2 separate regions of the Macaca mulatta genome follow, and region 1 is linked to region 2. Evidence: chromatin contacts called from public Hi-C data. All regions are on one chromosome and are shown on one strand. Each heading gives the region's core, a stretch centred on a gene start, on an enhancer-like site or on the middle of the called end of the contact. The rest is flanking DNA. Distances are from core to core; before and after follow the strand shown. Region 1 has its middle 27 kb from the start of SMC3. Region 2 has its middle 85 kb from the start of DUSP5.

Region 1 (3,298 bases), core at 82-2,581, 130 kb before region 2:
ACAGAGTGAGACCCTGTCTGAAAAAATAAATAATAAGGCTGGGCATGGTGCCTCATGCCTGTAATCCCCGCACTTTGGGAGGGTGAGGAGGGCAGATTGCTTGAGGTCAGAAGTTCGAGAGCAGTCTGGCCAACTTGGTGAAACCCAGTCTCTACTAAAAATACAAAAGTTAGCCGGGTGTGGTGGCACATGCCTGTAATCCCCAGCTACTTGGGAGGCCGAGGCAGGAAAATCGCTTAAACTTGGGAGTCAGAGGCTGCAGTGAGCCAAGACCGCACCACTGCATTCCAGCCTGGGTGATGGAGTGAGACTCTGTCCAAAAAAAAAAAAAAAAAAAAAATATATATATATATATGATATGGCCATATCATGTCTGACTTTTTCTTTTTAATCATGCGGTAGAGGATGTGAAGATATCAGATGATGTTAATATATGGTCATAAGTTAAAAGAGTCAGTTTTAAGACACCATGGGAGTAGGATCCTGTTTTTGTTTTTAAAAACAATAACACATAAAAAGGCCTGGAGGGACACATACGAAAATGCTACTAACAGTTATCTCTGGCTGATGGAATTGTGGGAGATTTGAGTTTTTTCCTTTTGGCTTATCAAACATTTTCCATATTCAGTAATTAACATGATGTATCACCTTGCAGTTGAAAATTATCTGTGAAAATAACTAAAAGGAAGTGCGCATTTGGTGATATCTAGTTTGTGCCTGGACTTTTCCATATGTTATCTCATTTACTCTTTAAAACAGCTGTGTGAGTTAGGTGTTATGGTGCCCATTTTATTTGTGGAGAAACTGACATAGACTTTTAGGTAACTTGCCCAAAGTCACATAGTTAGTAAGTGCTGGAGCCATGATTTCCAGCCAATTTCATCTGACCACCCGCTTTTTACTACACCACTTGCCTCCCTCTAAATAATTCCCAGGTCCCTTTGTAGTCTTTCAACATTCTGAGCAACCTTTTGCTTATGCAGTGGTCTCAACTTGCCTCATCCATCAGGAGAGAACAATAGTGCAGCAGCAGTAATCTTGTTGCTGCTGAACTCAAGGAATTGGCTTATAAACTAACACATCCATTTCCTGTTTCATTATTCCCACTCTTGTTGATTACTTAGAATAAATTGGTCTCTCAGGATCTGATTAGGGCTGCAGGAACTGGTGGATTAACATAGGGCCAGACCCGAGGCCATGCTGGTGGGCTCTGGCTAGCCTGGCTGGTTTCCTGCCCAGCCTCCTTCACTCTGGCTCCCATTGAAGGGAGTGGGTCATTTGAAATAAGCTCTGTCTTTGGTACATACCAGTAGCTGGATGATGCCCCAGCATATGTTAACCCAGGGCATTAGGAGGAATGTTCAGTTTCCCGTATGTAGGGATGGAGTCTCTGTGCCACCCAGGCTGGTCTCAAACTCCTGCCTTGGCATCCCAAAGTGCTGGGGTTACAGGCATGAGGCACCTTGCCCAGCCTGGAAGAGCTGCTTTTAACTAAATAGTATTTGTCTGAAAGAAAGAGAGAGAGAGAGAGAGAGAGAGAGAGAGAGAGAGAGAGAGAGGAGGAAGGAAAGAAGGAAAGGAAAGAAAGAAAGAAAGAAAGAAAGAAAGAAAGAAAGAAAGAAAGAAAGAAAGAAAGAAAGAAAGAAAGAAAGAAAGAAAGAGAGAGAGAAAGAAAGAGAAAGAAAGAAAGAAAGAAAGAAAGAAAGAAAGAAAGAAAGAAAGAAAGAAAGAAAGAAAGAAAGAAAAGAAGGAAAGAAGGAGAAAGAAAGGAAAAGGAAAAGGAAAGGAAAGGAAAAGAAAAGAAAAGAGAAGAAAAGAAGAAAACAATATAATCTTTTGCCAATAGCCTTTAGTCCCTTTTGTGGCTGTCAATTGTTGCACCCAAAATGACTCATTTCTCTGACTCCTCTCTTGGGGGATGGGGTTCTTGCCTGCCTTCATCACCAGCCTACTTTTAACTGATGAGTTATTGAGCTCTATACTGGAAAGTAAACATTTCAGTGTTATGAAAAGGGTTTGTAAACTGAAAGTCTATAAATCTGAGAAAAAGGTCAAGAGCCTCTTGTAAGAAGCATCACGCACTTGCAATATCCGGTACTCTGTTACACCACTTAAATCACCTACTGTGTTGCTGGAAGCACTTTGGGAACTTTTTAACCTCAGTGTTTTTATTTTAGTTTCTATAACTAACACATACACATGATAAAAATGGCATTAAGGGATGAATAGTGTCCCTCTCACCCAAGACCCTTGCCCTCTGGCCTCCCTCTCCAGAGGTGAACACATAACCAGTTTCCTGAGTATCCTTGTGCAAAGTCACTAGACACCTGGAAGGCATTTTATTTATTGTTTATAGAATATGCATTTATATACTGCCTTAAAGAAACACGCCATTTCATTCTTCCTGACCCTATTCATTCTATTCAACCAAGGGCCAGCACCAGGGATACAAGAACCAATAAGGCTGTCGTGCCTTTCAAGGAGCTCATAGCTGAGCACAGGGGAACATACATGTAAATAGGACTGAACACAGAGTGCCCTGATGGGTGGCTAAAATGCCCCTTGGTGCCCCCGAGTTGGTCCTGATCCAGTCATCCCTGGTGCTATCTTGTGACAGTGTGGCTGGTTTTCCAGATGTAGCTGCAGGGCTCCTGCAAGACCTCCAAGCCAGGGGTAAGCTTGCCTTCCTGGAGAAAAGGGTAACTCTTTTCCTCAAAGTCCCCAAAGGAACCCCAGAGGTCCATCCCACAGCCTGTGACCCCCAGCCTGGAGCAGGCCTTTGCAGTCCCTTCCAAAGTACTTGGAATGCCCACCCTAGCATCATCAGACCAGAAAAGACTTCATAGGGTAAGCCACTTTCTTTCCAGATTCTCACAGATCTTGTCCCCGTCATAGGGACTTCTGGCCTCTTTGGGAACACAACAGTGACTGGGCACTTCCTCCCAGGGAAGCCCTCTTAGTGGTCACACAACATAAATGGTTAGAAAGAGCTTCCCTATATTGGCCAACACATGTGGTCCAGTGACGTCTATCCACTGCAGGATTATCCAACAGGTAGACCACACGGGGCTATGGCACCAACAAAGTGGAGGCAACAGAAAGTGAGAAAAAAAGACACTGATAAAATAGGGCTGAAGTGGTCATTATGGAAATAATCAGAACATTACTGAATTTCCTTATGCTTGTTTTTATTTATTTTTTCTTTTTTAAACTTTTTATTATGTACTAATATATGATATTTACGTGTAAATAGTTTTGGGACATGTGATAATTTCATACATTCATATAATTTATAAAG
Region 2 (3,358 bases), core at 376-2,875:
CTGGTAGCTGACAGCTCCAGGCTGATCTGAAAGAGGTAGGGCCCGCTTCTGCACCAGGGCAGAAGAGTGAAGCCTTTCAGGAGCTGCTTGGGGATAAGAAACAAACATGAAGAACTCAAATCACGAGTTGCCCAGCTCCGAAGTGCCAGGCGACGGGCTGCACCTCTCACCCATGCAAATACATTTGTCCCTCACATGTACACAAGGAGGTTTAGCCTCATTTTACAGGTGAGGAAAGTGGTACACAAATAGTTTGACACCGACCAAGTTCTCTAGCTAGTGAGTGACAATTCTGGGAGCAAACTCCCAAGTCTGGGATGGGGATCAGAAACTCATCCTTTTAATGAGCACCCCAGGGGATTCAGGTAATTCTGATGCAGGTGGTCTACACACCCTTCTCTGAGAAATACTTTATTACATTATACTGGGTGCAGGGGCTGGATACAGACTGAAGTAGAAATAGTTCTGACCAACAGTGGCCTTGTCATCAGTGCCTTGTCATCAGCACCTGCTTTTTACCGACCTTTTACCTAACAGGTGGCTCTGCCTGAACAAGGTCTTAGAGGGGTCTCTGGACATCGGATACAGGCAAGCGTCTGCCCCTTTCTTTGCTTCTATTTTCACCTCAATAGAGCAAGGGATGACATCTCAGTGCCCTTCCTGCTCTCACTCCTGCGAATCCATCACCAGCCTTTGTGACCTGAGTACCAGCCCAGGAGCTCCAAGGTCGCATCTCAGAGTGGTAAAGGGTCTTGCTTGAGTCAAACAGTTAGTAAGTAGTGAAGCTTCCTTCAATCAGGCTGCTGGGCACCAGATCTCCACCATCTTAACTCCCAAGCAGTGGTGTCCCCAAGGACGGGGCCACATGGGTACAATAAGAGGTCATATCATCCACAGAAAAATTGCAAACAATAATAAACTGACTAACAGTGATGCACCAGCAATTCTAATCAATGTCAGTGATAAACAACTTCTGTCCCCGCCACACCCCCCACCGGCTTGGTACACCACCCACTGCAACCCTCTGCCGCATTCTCTCCTGGGGCTATGTGAGTCACTGCCCTGCAGTGAAGCTTCTCAGAGGAAGGAGAGGAAGGGACCTTGTTAGGGGTGGGGGTGGGGTCTCTTCAATGTGGTCCCCATCCGGCCACACCAGCTGTGACAAAGACACACAAGAGAATGTGGTCTGGGTGACTACAGGGCTCATTTACCTCAGGCTAAAAATAAGTGCATTCCCCGCAGCAGGTGGGTGACTCAGCAGGCCTGAGGAAAGCTTCTAGATGGAGGAAGCACAGTCCTGCTAGTTCTGGTTTCCCCCAGGTACCAGAACAACAGGAAGGGGCTGATGACGGAATTGTCGCATACATTTCACAACCCCTGCTGCGCCTCCCAACTTTCCCCTGCTCCCGTTCCTCAAACTCACTGTTCAAAAATTGCTGTTCAAAACTCCTGAAATTGCTGGTCCAGTTGAGAGCCCAAATGAGAGCCATGTGGCCAACTGCTCAAACTTACGGTAGCTTTCTTCCAGACCTTAAAGAGAGAGGCGAGAGAAGGTGTGTGCATGTATGTGTGTGTGCACACATGTGTGAGAGCATGTACATGAGAAGCAGGCCACAGAGCATCTATACTGGAGTCTGCCTTTGTCTCTGACCTCCCACCCTGGCCACTGGCCACGTACAGTAGAACCCAAGGAGGACTGCTGATGCTCTCTGATCATTTTCTACAATGCGTTATGCCCTGGGAAATGAAAAGTGCTCCCTTCTCTCCATCCCCAGACTATTCAGGAAGCAAGCACAGTCCTGACCTTCTAGATATATCTTCAGCGACTCAACAGAAGCTGAGGAGTGAGGCAATTATTTGGAGAATTCAGCCCCACCTCAGGCTGCTGTCTGAGCAGAGTGATTTAATGGGAAGAGGTAAGACTGAGCACCTGGACCTAGTTTCTGGTCCTGGTGCTGCCACTCATATGCTTTGTGACCTTGAGCAAATCAATTTTCCTCTCGAGTCTCTAGTTTCTTTCTCCTCTGCACATCCATTTGTTATTTCTTCAACACATATCTATTAAATGCCTACTGGGCCATGCACCTGAGTATACCATGCTAGATTCAGGAACAAGCAACTGTGGAGGACTGAAAATGTCCAGGAAGTCTTTGCACCTCCTCCTAACAAAAACTAGCACAACTTCTCCATCCTTTGACTCTGGGATGACCTCGTAACTTGCTTTGACTAATGCTGCAAAAGTGACCCTTGACTTTTGCTCTCGCCCTCTTGGAACCCAGCTACCACATAAGGAAGCCCCAGCCAGCCTGCTGGAGAGGCCACATGGAGGAGAACTGAACCTCTCTCACTGACGGCCTCTACCAGCAGCCATCAAGTTAGACTATGAAGTCCCAGCCAACAAGCCACTTGACCCAAAATGTAAGAGTGAACCCAGCCAAAACCATCTGGAGCAGAGACAAACCACCCTGCTGAGCCTTGACCGAACTGTCAACCCACAGAATTGTGAGCAATTACATGGTTGCAGTTTTCAGCTATTAAGTTGTGATGGTGGCTTGTTATCAATATAATTAATGTTTATTGACAATTTCCAATATGCAATTGACAATGCTAAGTGTTTTACATATATAATCTCATTTATTCCTCCCATCAACCATGTGAGGCAGGTACTACTATCTAAATATCCATTTTACATATGAGAACACTGAGGCACAGGAAGGAGAAGCAACTTGCTGAAGATCAAAAGCTGGGTAGGAGAGCTGCGATATGAGGCCAGGCAGTCCAAGCCTCAGAGCCTACACTGGTAATTCACCACTACCTTACATGGAACCAAACAGACCTGGTTCTTGCCCTCACAGAGTTTATTGTCTAGGTGGGAGACTGGCATTAAAGAAACACAGAAATAAATATACAAGCACAAATATTGATAAGTGCTAGGAAGAAGACAGATGCTATGGTGTGTTCACAGAGAAGGCCTCTAGGGAGGCCCGAGGGTGAAAGGAGCAACCAGCTGAGCGAGTTGGGGCAAAGACCAGAGGATTAGAATGTGATTTTGCAATTTCAGTCATCATAGATGTCCCCTGGGAAGCCTGGTAGAAATGCAAAAAAGACCTGGGCCTCATTCCCCAGAGGTTCTGATTTTTCACCAGTCACCTCCAGATATTCTGATTTGCTGGCTTTGCTTGTTTGGGAGCCTGATAATTCTTTTTGTTTTTGTTTTTCTTTCTTTCTTTCTTTTTATTTATTTTTTTTGAGATAGAGTCTTGCTCATTCGCCTAGGCTGGAGTGTAGTTGTACAATCTCGGCTCACTGCAACTTCTGCCTCCTGGGTTCAGGCAATTCTCCTGCCTCAGCCTCCCCA

The links. Hi-C and Micro-C count contacts between places; a contact is called where the count stands out from the background.
Region 1: a contact with region 2 is called in a Hi-C map of blood, with 5 times the contacts expected there. The contact joins two enhancer-like sites. A contact is called at or near these places in 2 of 14 Hi-C or Micro-C datasets (blood and fibroblasts).

Annotation. Positions count from the first base shown.
Region 1 is chr9:122,720,829-122,724,126 of T2T-MMU8v2.0, reverse strand. No RefSeq gene overlaps it. Among named protein-coding and RNA genes, the nearest start is that of SMC3, 27 kb to the left of the region's middle. Within about 2 kb of position 1,331, at least 7 of the 40 cell types and tissues checked have an H3K27ac peak or open chromatin away from gene starts, as enhancers often do. A contact at or near this core is called in blood, where this site is marked.
Region 2 is chr9:122,591,553-122,594,910 of T2T-MMU8v2.0, reverse strand. No RefSeq gene overlaps it. Among named protein-coding and RNA genes, the nearest start is that of DUSP5, 85 kb to the left of the region's middle. Within about 2 kb of position 1,625, at least 12 of the 40 cell types and tissues checked have an H3K27ac peak or open chromatin away from gene starts, as enhancers often do. A contact at or near this core is called in blood, where this site is marked.